Linked DNA regions of Mus musculus: region 2 is linked to region 1. A link is a contact called in public Hi-C data. All regions are on one chromosome and are shown on one strand. The core of a region is the stretch at or near the end of the contact, and the rest is flanking DNA. Distances in the headings are between cores, read along the strand shown. Region 1 holds the start of Zfp322a (zinc finger protein 322A). Region 2 holds the start of H4c3 (H4 clustered histone 3).

Region 1 (5,854 bases), core at 2,449-4,948:
TTAATTGTCCTCCTTTTTCCTGTCACAGAGTCAGCGAGCCAACCTGACCCAGAACAATGGCTTTGGAGGATATTTTGAGATGAACTTGCTCAGTTCTGAAGTGGATGGATGAAGTCCCATTTTCACAGCCAGCTTTTGTGTGACCTTAAATAGCACATGGAAATTCACCACTGTTGTCTATACCCCATGTGCTCCTCTTTAAAACTAAACTTAGTGATTTACAGTGGACAGGGAACTCACTGTTGAGTCAACGACAACTGGCTGGACCCCAAACACCTGTCTTCCTTCTGATCTTCTACAGTTGTCCAAATGAATCATACTTGCTTGTTAGGAATGGGGACTGACAAGCTGTACAAAACATTTCCTTTCCCTCAAGAGTATTAGATGAGACTGAATGTTTAACATTAATAGATTGTCCTTTGGCCTCTTTAAACTTTATAAGGTCATGGTTGCAAGGCAGTCTGCACTCATGATTGGGCTAACAAATATATATCTTCTTTTACCCATGCTTAACCTGAGATCTTTCCTGCCAAGTCTTTGGTGGTCAACTGCTTAAAAACCTTTATCCACAGCCAGTTTGGTTTGGTTTGAGACAGGGTCTTATTATTATTAGCCCTGTTGTTTTGGAGTTCTCTATGTAGGCCAGACTGTTCTTAAACTCATAGAGTTTTGCTTGCCTCCAGCTTCCAAGTGCTACGCTTAAGTGTGTGTGCCTTTATGCCTGGCTTCAATTTTTATTTTAAAGGTAGAAGTTGACTTTTACAATTTTCTACTTGTAGTACTTGGCTATATTATACAGTAGAATGTAATGTTCATTTACTTTAAAATTAAGTGGGACCTGCAAATTAATTGTTCACCAAATTAATTTGATACTTGTGCACTATTGTTCTGTGTGTCAGTGGAAAACCTCAGATGCTTCAGCAACTTAGAAAACAAAGAGAAACAGGGTTGATAAGGTGCCTGGAACACAAGTGTCTATACCATATAAACATGGCTCACAGTATATACCATCCAAACATCACCCAGGAGTCTACTTCACCTGATCTCTTTGTAGTATCTGACCCTGCCAGCAAAAGTCAATTTTACTTATTATCTTTGTCTCAGCATCTAAAACTGAAAACACAAAGAAAAAAAAACTTTAAAAAATGTTTGAACTTCAGATATAACTAGGCTGCTGCAGTATGCTTGAAATTTCGGGGTTAATTCTCTTTTAAAGCATTTACTTTGTGTACATATGTGGTGTGTGGGTGGGGTGGTACAAACATGCTACCATACAAGTGTGGAGGTCAGAAGACAGCATGGGAAGTCAGTTCTTCTGCCTCCTAAGTACTGAGCATCAAACTTGGGTTTTCAGCCTAGGCAACAGGCATCTTTATCCACAGAGGCACCTTCCTTCTGGCCTGTACTTCTCATTTCTTTCAAGATGAAGTTTGCTTCTTTGAAATAACTGTGGCTTGTTTCCATCCCACTTCATTTTCATCTTATTTATACTTATAATCTTTTACGTCACGCCTAACTGTCTATTCTTCTCTGAACTTCTTGCAGAATGCAAGCCAAGTGCCCCCATCTCTGTGCTCCCACACCATCTTTTACAACGAAACGGCTGACATCTGCAGTTCATCCTAGAATGTGAGCATGAGACTAGCCAGCTCAGGGCTGAGATGGCCTGTGTATTTGTATTGTATTGTAATGCCAGATGACGTAGAGAATAGCAACGAATGTTCAGAAACTGAGTGCACTAAGTACTCTGCTTGGGCCAATATTTTGACTAAAGTGGCTCAGCACTTATCACACCTTCGTAATGTGCTGTCCAGCACTTCCCCACAATACTCTGAGGTAGCCATAAGTATGGCGGCGGCTCCAGTAATTGATTCTGGTTCAAATCAGCTTCCCGTTATTAAATGTATAAGTCGGCAAGTTAATCTTCCGGTTTACAGTGGCTGTTAAGAGTCTATGCATGGACCTTGGTAGCTCTACCAAGCTAGGCTCAGCTACCTGTCTTCAATTTGTCAAAAAGACAAGCAAGACAAAGCAGTGAAAGCGGTTTACTCAATATGGTCACACTAGGAAGAGGAGTAAGTAAAGGGGTTCAACCACTAACACGACGTTCAGAATATTTTAAAGGTCATGAGATGTGCATAAGTAAGGAGTCCTGGTAGCTACAATCATAAGTAGCCCCACTCATCACAGTCAGGACTGTGTGAAATCCTGCCCTAACTCTCCCACTGGCCAAGGCCCTAGTCCTTTCCTTGTTCTCAGCAGAAGACTCCTATCACAATTCCAATCCTTTGAGTCCATTGTCTCAACACTCTTATAGCTGAAGGGGATGGCATAAACACATACTCTCCTGCAATAACATGTGTACATTTCTTCCTAATATAGCCATACACAGCTCATTCTATAGTGTGATTCGAATTGTGTTTGGTACATCTTACACTAAAAACAGTTAATAAAAAGTTATTTAAATATTAAAATTAGGGCTAGAGAGATGGCTCAGCATTTAAGACCACTTGCTCTTGCTGATGACCCTGGTTCATTTTCCAGCCAGCACTCACATGGTAGCTCATAAACCATGCATTATTCCAGTTCCAGGGGATCTGACATCCTCCTAGAGTGCGCGCGCACACACCACGTGCACATATATGCTGATAAAACACCCATACATAGAAAATAAGTCTAAGAAAAAAAACTTAAATATTTGAATGACACTGGTGGGATTTTTTGTCTTAAAATTTTAATTTAAAATAAGCTGCAGAAATTCTGCAAATTCTGAAAACAGGAATTAGTGAATTCAGAATACATAATTGCCATCCTCAGACCCTAACTCTAGAATTTAACAGCCAATCCAAGTTCTTCTCCAGACCAGAGAATTCTAGTACTCACTTCCCATGTGAGGGTTTTTGTTATATACATGTGTGTATGTGTATAGTATATATATATGTGTGTGTGTGTGTGTGTGTGTGTGTGTGTGTGTATTATATACTTATTATTGTGTATGCCTGTCAGAAGACAACTTTTACGGTTAGTTCTCTCTTTCCGCTTTTGACATTGGTCTCAGAGATCAAATTCAGGTCGCGAGGTTTTATTTAGCAAGAAGCACTCTTTGCTCCTCACTCTCGACAGAAGCCATCTCGCCAGCCTACATACATTTTTTTTTTCAAGTAGGGAAAATATTGACTGTTCTTTTTTGTTTTTTGTTTTTTTTTCTGAATCTGTCTTCAGCCTAGAATCGCAATCAGAAAGGACAGAAATCCTTTCAACACGGTTTCCCCGCAGCTTTCTCCAGCAATAAGGCCACGCCGCCGCTGCCTATTCAAAGCTTCTCATAGTTTGCTGGCATGAGTGACAGCACCAAAGAGCCTTTGTAATTCTCCACTTCTCCGGCTTTTCAAGGTATTTAAAACCGAGTCCGCTGCATCTATCCTTGAGACACTACTCCTAACTCTTGATTTGAACAGCCGTGGAGAAAGAAAACAGAAGTTCAGAGCCGCAGTACCGGGCGCAGGGCACGGTTTCAATTCAGTGGGTACCGGAGCTGCTGCAGTCCCAAATTCCAGGAGCTGAAAAGGTAGTTGTCGGACGCGAAAGAGCCAGGGCGCAGGCGCGCTCAGGTTCCGCCCATTTCGGGAGGTCCGGTGCTTATTGGCCCGGAATCCCGGTGCAGCCCTATGAGGGGTAGTTACGTGCCTCGGGGCGTGGCTACGCCTCCCTGTCCTTGCTGGTGAGAGCGGTTTGTCTTGGCCTTGTGGTGTGCGGGGACCGCTTCTCCAGGTTGGTATCCGGCGGTTGGCTTGCCGACCTCTCAGCATCTCGGCCCACTCTCCTTCCCTAGGAGACCGTGGGACCGAATCGGCCATCGCCGAGTGCTCGGCCCCGGAAGCTCCGGCTTGAGGGTCCAGTCACCGGAAGTGCCGCCCTGGGCGGCGGAGTAAGCGTTCAGCGGGTCCTCGAGGTCCTTGGCCGTGAGAGGGGTCCGGGCCAGGCGCGGCGCCCTTCTTGTCGCTGTCAACGAAAAGTTGGGAGGAGAAACCTGTGAGACTGTCCTGGAGGTAGTAATGGAGCCAGGCTCGAATGCAGTCTGGAGCCTTCCTGAATGTCTAGACAACCATGGGCACTGGGGGGACCCTCCCCCAGCCTTAAGGGCGGAGATTAGTTGAGTTCCCCGGAATCTGCAGAATCTGTTTGCTCAAAGCATTCCATAGTCATTTATTTTTAGCAGCCTTGGTCCTGTGTAACATTGCATTCATGAATCGTATTCCTACAGGTTTTAGTGCACGAGGAATGAATCCTTGATCTCAGAAGTTGAAATAATAATGCGCCTATCAGTCACCTGAGCGTTTGAGGTAGAGGTAGGAGGATAGGGAATTAAAAGCCAGTTTAAGCTGCCTAGCGATTTTGAAGCTAGCCTAAGCTACGTGAGACTCTCCCCGTCTTAACAGCAAGAAAAACAAGGCCCAGGGCTTTGTTCTGAACTTAAAAATCTCTCAGCTAGAAGAATTCTTGTTATTTTGTGTAGAGCAGGTCAGAAAGAAACGGCTTCTTGAAGGAGGAACGGAAACATTAGAATGAGCAAAATTTTGCTGAAGGATGATGTCAGGATTGGAGAGTGCATGGGACATTATTTAAATGGCCTACTGTTAAAAGGAAAAATGTAAGCTTTGCAGTCATGCTCATTCAACATTGCTGCTTTTTTCCTCTAGGAGAGGGAAGAATTAAATATTATGAGTACTTCTGGATTAGAGACCTTGTGGATCTGAAAAAAATAAATCGTTGGGTTCTTGTTAAGGTAAGTGGCATACATCTGTTTCTATATAAATGTGAATTTTGGAGTAGGGATGGGACAAGAAAGAAGGTAAAACATACTTGGGAAAAGGAAAAGGGTCTTTCTGGTGACTAACATAGTGGCCCTTTGATAACCTTTCAGTACACCTATTTTTCTAACAGGCATACACAGCAGATTTGCAACAATTGTCCTTCTTTTGATTTACCATACAAAGAAGGCAGTGTGCCCAATGCTCAGACAGGCTCTAGGATGGATATTTAAACCTGGCTCTGTTACTTAACTGCCTGTGAGTTCTTGTGTAATTAGGTAACTGTCATAGCAACAGGTTTTCTATCAGTAAGATGGTGGTAATATTTGATTTTACAGTGTTCTTGGGAGGATTAAATGTCCATAATCCATGTAATCAATGAAAATTGAGGCAACCCCTGGTCTGAGGCTGTACAGCAAGTATGGTTTTTAAGACAATACGTTAAATACTTACTGTTTGATCATCCCATATATCCTTTAACCGAAAAGAATCTTGAGCTCTGAAGTTTTGTTGCTTAGCCTGTCTATTTGAACTTTTGTCTGCTCTTCGCTTATGAAATGGAGTCTGGTGTTGCTCGTGAAAAAAACAAAACAAAACAAAAACCAGAAGTCCTCCCTTCCTAGGAGGGGTAAAGGAAGCATGTTAGAGACAGTAGCCTGGAGTAAGGATTTGGAGGATGGGTTTGTGTTTGCCAGATGCACATTGGAGACCCAAGGATAATGATACTCCTTTTTCAGTCTGAGACTTGGCTACTTGTTGTTTTTTTAATTGTTTAACAGATGCATTCTAAATGTTACAGATATTGCAGTAACCAAAAGACAAAACCCTAACCATAGTAGATGTTATGCTCTAGTAGGAGAGACAGACAAGGGAACGTACATAAAGTACATCTCTTAATGTTGGATAGTGATGCTGTAAGGTGGTGTGAAGGGCCATGAAGGTGTGTTGCTTTTTTAGGTAGTAAGTTTCAGGCTACTTAAATCGGATAATGGAGAAAGCTACATTGAGGAACAGTGGTTCCTCTACCTAAAGTAGAGGATTTT
Region 2 (5,854 bases), core at 1,919-4,418, 330 kb before region 1:
TACACAGCAAAACGCCACGGGCTTTCCTCCACTTTGTGTTACAGCTAAGCAATGGTATAATAATTATACCGGCCAAATGATATATTTGCATTTTTGTATGTTCTGTATCACTTCTGATGTTTTCATATAATTTTAGGGGCTCCATTGGAGGAATTAAGACTTAGAGTTCAAATCTCCCATCTTTGCTCACTTCTGGTTAAACAGTAACACAATGGTGTAGGGTAGAAGAAGGGTGACACCTGGTGGCTTACTTCAGTACATCACAGTTGGTTGCGGAGAGGCAAAGTGTAGGGTAAGGGCTGGTGGAAAGGGCCACTCTTGGGCAGAAAAGCACCAGATGTGCTAGGCACGCCCATAATGCGGGAGGCAACTGCACCAGAGTCCAACTCATTCTCAGCTACATAGTGAGCTGGAGACCAGCCTGGGCCGCATGAAACTTTCTTAAAAGAACAAATAACAAAAGTGTGTCTCTGTGTGTAGATGTTTTAAAAGAGAAAATACATGAAATGTATAGAAAACAGAATTCTGTACTAGGTGCTGGAAAGGCTGGTATGCCAAGGCAAGACTGAGTCCTCTGAACTTCGAAAAGTGCAGAGTGTAGAGAAGACAAAGCTCTAGGAGGCTCCTTCAAGAGGTGACTCATGCCTGCTGGGAGGTCCTCACTGGGAGCACTTCCTCTCAAGTGGTGCAGCACAGCTCTAGCGCAGCATCCCCTAGACACGCTTCAAAGAAGAATAGTGCAGGTACAGTGCAACATTTTCTCATAACGGTTACTTTTAAACCAATATCTTTAAAAACAAAACAAACAAACAAACAAAACCCTCTGATTCAATAATGGCTATGAAGCCATTCTGAAAAGCTCTAAGTACGAGAGGTGTATGGGCTGACTGATACCTGAAATTGCAAATCTTCCTCAACATTTTGGAGTATAACTTGTTTATTCTATGTTGACTAATCCCTCCTCTTTTACATACAGCACACCGATGCAGTGTTTCAGTGCTTGGGGTGTCATGAGTTTAGAAAGCAGGGGTGCTCTCATATATGCATTCGTTTACACATTAGGGACATCACCTGGCCATTTTCTGCCCAGCAAAGATTCTGATGGTTCAGGTCTGCTGTTTCTTATTAACTGCCCAAAGTGGAGAAAAAGAAAAATAGTCTTAGGAGGAAAATCTTCTCTACTCCACTCCCCATTTGTCAGAATAAAAATTTGCAGACCCAGTAACATTTTTTGTGCAATGAGTGTTTTCTAAAGTGGAATAGTTTTCTATATTGAGAATCATACCCAACGATTAACACATGCCAAGTAAGCATGTTACCACCCCTCCATCTCTTTGTAAAAATAACATTTTAGGTAGTTTTATTTAAATATTTAATTGATGCAAGGCTGTTCTCAATGTTAATTCCTCCAAAGAGTTCTATGAGGAACACATTTTATCATTGTTAGCTTTTACTTCAGTTATGAAAGTCACAGAGATTATTCAACTGGTTGTTTGAAATTGCTAGTTAGTAGTTAGAAAATGGCTATGCTGGATTTTAAAGATTTATTTATTTTATTTTATTTAAAGATTTATTTATCGTTATAAATAAGTACACTGTTGCTGTCTTCAGACACACCAGAAGAGGGCGTCAGAGCTCATTACGGATGGCTGTGAGCCCCATATCACCAGCTCCTATGCTGGGATTTTAATTCAGCTGATGAACCCTAGAATACTTATCTCCACCCCAAGAAAGCCAATTTTAGAACACTTGCTATTTCTTGGCAAACCTCAAAAGGAATTACCACAGCTACCTGGTAGCAGACCTCTGTTGTCTTCTGCAGTAAGAAGTAAATATGGTTAATTTAATTAATTTAATTTTTTCAAAATTAACCATAGACTTAGAAGTTTATCAGGAATATTTTGAAACTATTTTTTTCTGGATGTGGTCTTTGTAATTCATAGTTTTCTGGGGCCCCTGGTATAAAGTTTTTGTGGTGAACATATGTAACAAAAGACAGGAATTAAAGGTCTTCATTTTGGTCAGCAGGCTTTATTTTAAAAATTGTTACTAGCCATAATATTAATTCTATATTTTACTTTGTCTGTGTGAGTAGTTTGCCTGCATTCATGGGTGCCATTGAGATCAGAAAAGAGCATCAGTCTCCTGAAACTAGAGTTATGCATGTTTGTGAGCTACCATTTAGGCTCTGGGAACCAAATCTTGCCTTCTGGGGGAGTATCAAATGCTCTTAACTTCTGAGCCATCTCCTCTACATCATTGTTAAATTAAAATTTGGAATGCCAAAATCAACATTAAACCCGCATCGAGACTTACTGCTACTTACTCTTCTGCCTTTTTTTAAAAAGGGGGGCGGGGGTCGGATTAGCCTTGTTTTGACATCACTAATCATATCACAAGCTTCACCAGGACCTTGTAGACTTTGTAATGACCTTAATCAAGTATTAGCCCTGTACTGTAATTACCAGCTCTACAAAACACTTCTTCTCTTAAGGTGAGCAAGCCATGCTGTGATTAATAAGGGCTGGAAGGGAAACAAACTTGGAATCACAGCAGGTAGAGGATAACCGATAACCTAACTATTCTTTTGTAGACTTTCTCAGTTTTTATTAAAAAAGAGGATAGACGGAATCATTAGGTCTCTGACTCGAGATAGGGAATATGAAGTTTGCAGTTAGGGTGCTCAATTTGAGATGCCTTTTCAATGTTTATGTCTACCCAAACAAAACTGCCGGGAATAGATTAAACTTTACTGACATGGGACAGTCTTGGCATATTTTACCTCTGTTTTGGACATCTAACCTGAGTCCTCACAAAGAAACCATCAACTAATTTAATACAAGACAGAAATAAAAGCAAACGAGAAATGGGGATGTCTGCTTTGTGGAATGGCCCCAATAAGCCTTTCTTTCATGAGAAAGAATGGGGTCGGGGTGGGGAGGAGGGAATGAAGTTTTTCTGCAGGATTTAAATGTGGTCTTTAAGAGACACCGCATGCAAAGAATAGCTGGGGCTTGCTAGCCAATGAAAACATTCAGATTCCAATGACGCATCCTTTTTTCTCCACCCCCTTCCAAGACCCGGATTCGGAAACCCCGCCTAACGCTCTAGTTTTCAACCAGGTCCGCAGAAGGCCTATTTAAAGGGACGATTGCTGTCTCCCTGCTGTCATAACCATGTCTGGACGTGGTAAGGGTGGTAAAGGCCTTGGGAAAGGCGGCGCTAAGCGCCACCGTAAGGTTCTCCGTGATAACATCCAGGGCATTACCAAGCCCGCCATCCGCCGCCTGGCCCGGCGCGGGGGAGTGAAGCGCATCTCCGGCCTCATCTACGAGGAGACCCGCGGTGTGCTGAAGGTGTTCCTGGAGAACGTGATCCGCGACGCCGTCACCTACACGGAGCACGCCAAGCGCAAGACCGTCACCGCCATGGACGTGGTCTACGCGCTCAAGCGCCAGGGCCGCACTCTCTACGGATTCGGCGGTTAATCGACTAACAAACGATTTCCACTGTCAACAAAAGGCCCTTTTCAGGGCCACCCACAAATTCCTAGGAGTTGTTCACTTACCGAAGCTTTAATCGAGCCTGCTAGGTAGTTTAAGTGTTATTCTGTCCTATACTTATGTGGTGGGTAGTAATTATGCCATGCAGCCGAATATACCCTGTAGGTTTAACTGGGTAATATAACAAGCCCATAATTTTGAACTGTCAGAAGTTAATACTGAACGAACTGTTTTAGAATTATTTGAAGGTTTTCCACTGATCGTGTCACTTCTCAATCCACTTTTGATACCGGTCATTTAAGAGCTTATTCCCTTCTGGAGCCATCTAGAAGCTCAGGAGAGAGCAGGAACCATTGTATCTAAGCAAGGCAAAGGCTGATTACTACAGAAACTGAAGACGCTTAGCTGTTATTAATTGTATACCATTAATAAGGCCTAAGTACACATAATCTATATTAGGGACCACCTAATGGTATGTTTATATACAGTTTAGTTGTGCAGTGGCTTGATAATTTAAATTCTTGTGGGTGTGCCATGTTTGCCATCTGCCACAAGAGGGCGGCGTTATTTCCAGGAAGTTGGAGTCAGAAGCTGTTGTGAGCCAGCTGTTGTGTATTCTGATATACAAACTTCTTTTAAAGCATTAAGTGTTCTTGACTGAACAATCTCTCAAGCCACCTTACTATGATCTTTTGTCATTCCTCATACCAATGCCTAAAATAGTTTAATGTGAATTTAATATTTGTGGCACTCCATAAAACTTGATCACTTTAAAAGATGAGTTATTTTTGTTTTTTGTTTGTTTTGTTTATGTTCTTCAGCCCAGACTTCCCCAGTGCTTTTTTTTGTTATGTTGGGGCATTGAACTCAAACCCTAACATTTTCATAAAGAAGTCCTTAATTTTTAATATGGTTTTTGTCATTCTCCTGAAGCCTACATGCTATTCTCATAAAATACATAAAACATTTCAAAAATAACTGTTAGATCAATAGTATTGAACTATTTTCTAAAAGTAGAACAAAATTAGATCTTTGTTGACACATCGCACAACTGCAAAAACTTTAGGGTTTTGTTGTTGTTGTTGTTGTTGTTGTTGTTCTGTTTTTTTGCTAACTGCTTGCTTTATTTTTTTATCCATCACTGAGGAAATCCTAAAAATACAACTCAAGAAAAATAAATATAACCTCTAGCTTAAGCACTGAATATCTGGGTTCATAGTGGTCCTTTGAAAGCCTGGATGCCAGTTACTGCTGTTTGAAAGAGTAAGTTCAGTATTTTTTCAGAGTGGAAGCTCCTACTGGCGTTATCTCTATCTCCTTTGATATGAGGGTGTTTCTAGAATGAAATACATCCATTGTGTATTTCAATGGTGACTTTTATTCTAGAATAAAAGACATTGTGTGTTTCAATGGTGACCTTTATTCTGGCGTAAAGCCACAAATACACAACCAAATTTGGAAATATTCTACACATAGGGACCCTAGGATTCTACTCTAGGGTTTCAACGACAGGTCGACCTGAAGTAACTGCCCACCTTAACTTTGGTTCAAAGTGTTTGGCCATTTTAAGAAGTATGTAAGTGGCTCTTAAAAGAGCCTTTGGGTTTTTGAAAACTGGCTTTGAAACTCACTTCCTCCCTGCTGCCTTCCTCAGATCGGTCTTCTGCATGACCATTTTTGCCTTCCCAGAATTGGGGTTTGCTGCCCTGGCTTTGGCGGGGCTTTTACGTTGCTGCACGCCCTTGGCCCCTTTGGTCTTCCTTCCGCTCCCAGAAGCTTTTGTGGGCGTAGCCTTTGGCTTCTTGACAGCCTTGGTCTTGCTACTCTTGGGAGATCTCGAGGCCCGGGGCAAGCCCATCTTCTTAGCCTTGGCAGAAGCAGATTTCTTGCCCTTGCCCTTGTCGTTCCCAGAAGCCGCCTTCTTACTGAGCTTGAAGGAGCCTGAGGCGCCAGTGCCCTTGGTCTGCACCAGGACTCCTTTATTCACAAGTCTCTTGAGGGCCAGCTTGATACGGCTGTTGTTCTTCTCCACGTCGTAACCAGCCGCAGCCAGGGCTTTCTTCAGGGCAGCAAGGGACATTCCTGCCCGTTCCTGCGATGTGGAAAGGGCCTCAGGAATCAGCTTGGAAACTGAGAAACCCCGAGGTTTGCGAGCAGGGGCCAGGCCAGGCTTTTTCCCTCGCCTTTTAGATGAAGGTTTCTCCTCCACAGGAGCTGGAACAAGGGTACTTGAGGCCGCAGGAGCCGTTTCCGACATGGTCAAGAGCTGGACAAGAACTACACCAAGTGAAAACTAAAGGAGAGCCAACAGTGATGGGGTAGTGGGGGCGTGCGGGGGGGGGGGGCGCTTA

What was found. Hi-C and Micro-C count contacts between places; a contact is called where the count stands out from the background.
Region 2: a Hi-C map of pre-B cells shows a contact between it and region 1, with 8 times the contacts expected there. The contact joins the promoter of H4c3 here to the promoter of Zfp322a in region 1. A contact is called at or near these places in 2 of 39 promoter capture datasets (liver and pre-B cells), 3 of 484 Hi-C or Micro-C datasets (CD4 T cells, pre-B cells and regulatory T cells), 1 of 115 datasets of contacts at active chromatin or transcription factors (memory CD8 T cells) and 3 of 9 other capture datasets (adipose tissue, liver and pancreatic islet).

The regions. Positions count from the first base shown.
Region 1 is chr13:23,367,052-23,372,905 of GRCm38.p6, reverse strand. It overlaps Zfp322a (zinc finger protein 322A), which reads left to right and starts at 3,698. Exons shown (of 5, transcript NM_001111107.2): 1 at 3,698-3,771; 2 at 4,701-4,786. The region is part of intron 3 of 4930586N03Rik (RIKEN cDNA 4930586N03 gene); the gene reads right to left.
Region 2 is chr13:23,695,772-23,701,625 of GRCm38.p6, reverse strand. It overlaps H4c3 (H4 clustered histone 3), which reads left to right and starts at 3,168. Exons shown (of 1, transcript NM_178208.2): 1 at 3,168-3,542. The coding sequence starts at 3,177. The coding sequence ends at 3,488. H1f6 (H1.6 linker histone, cluster member) reads right to left here and starts at 5,815. Exons shown (of 1, transcript NM_010377.3): 1 at 5,081-5,815. The coding sequence starts at 5,760. The coding sequence ends at 5,131.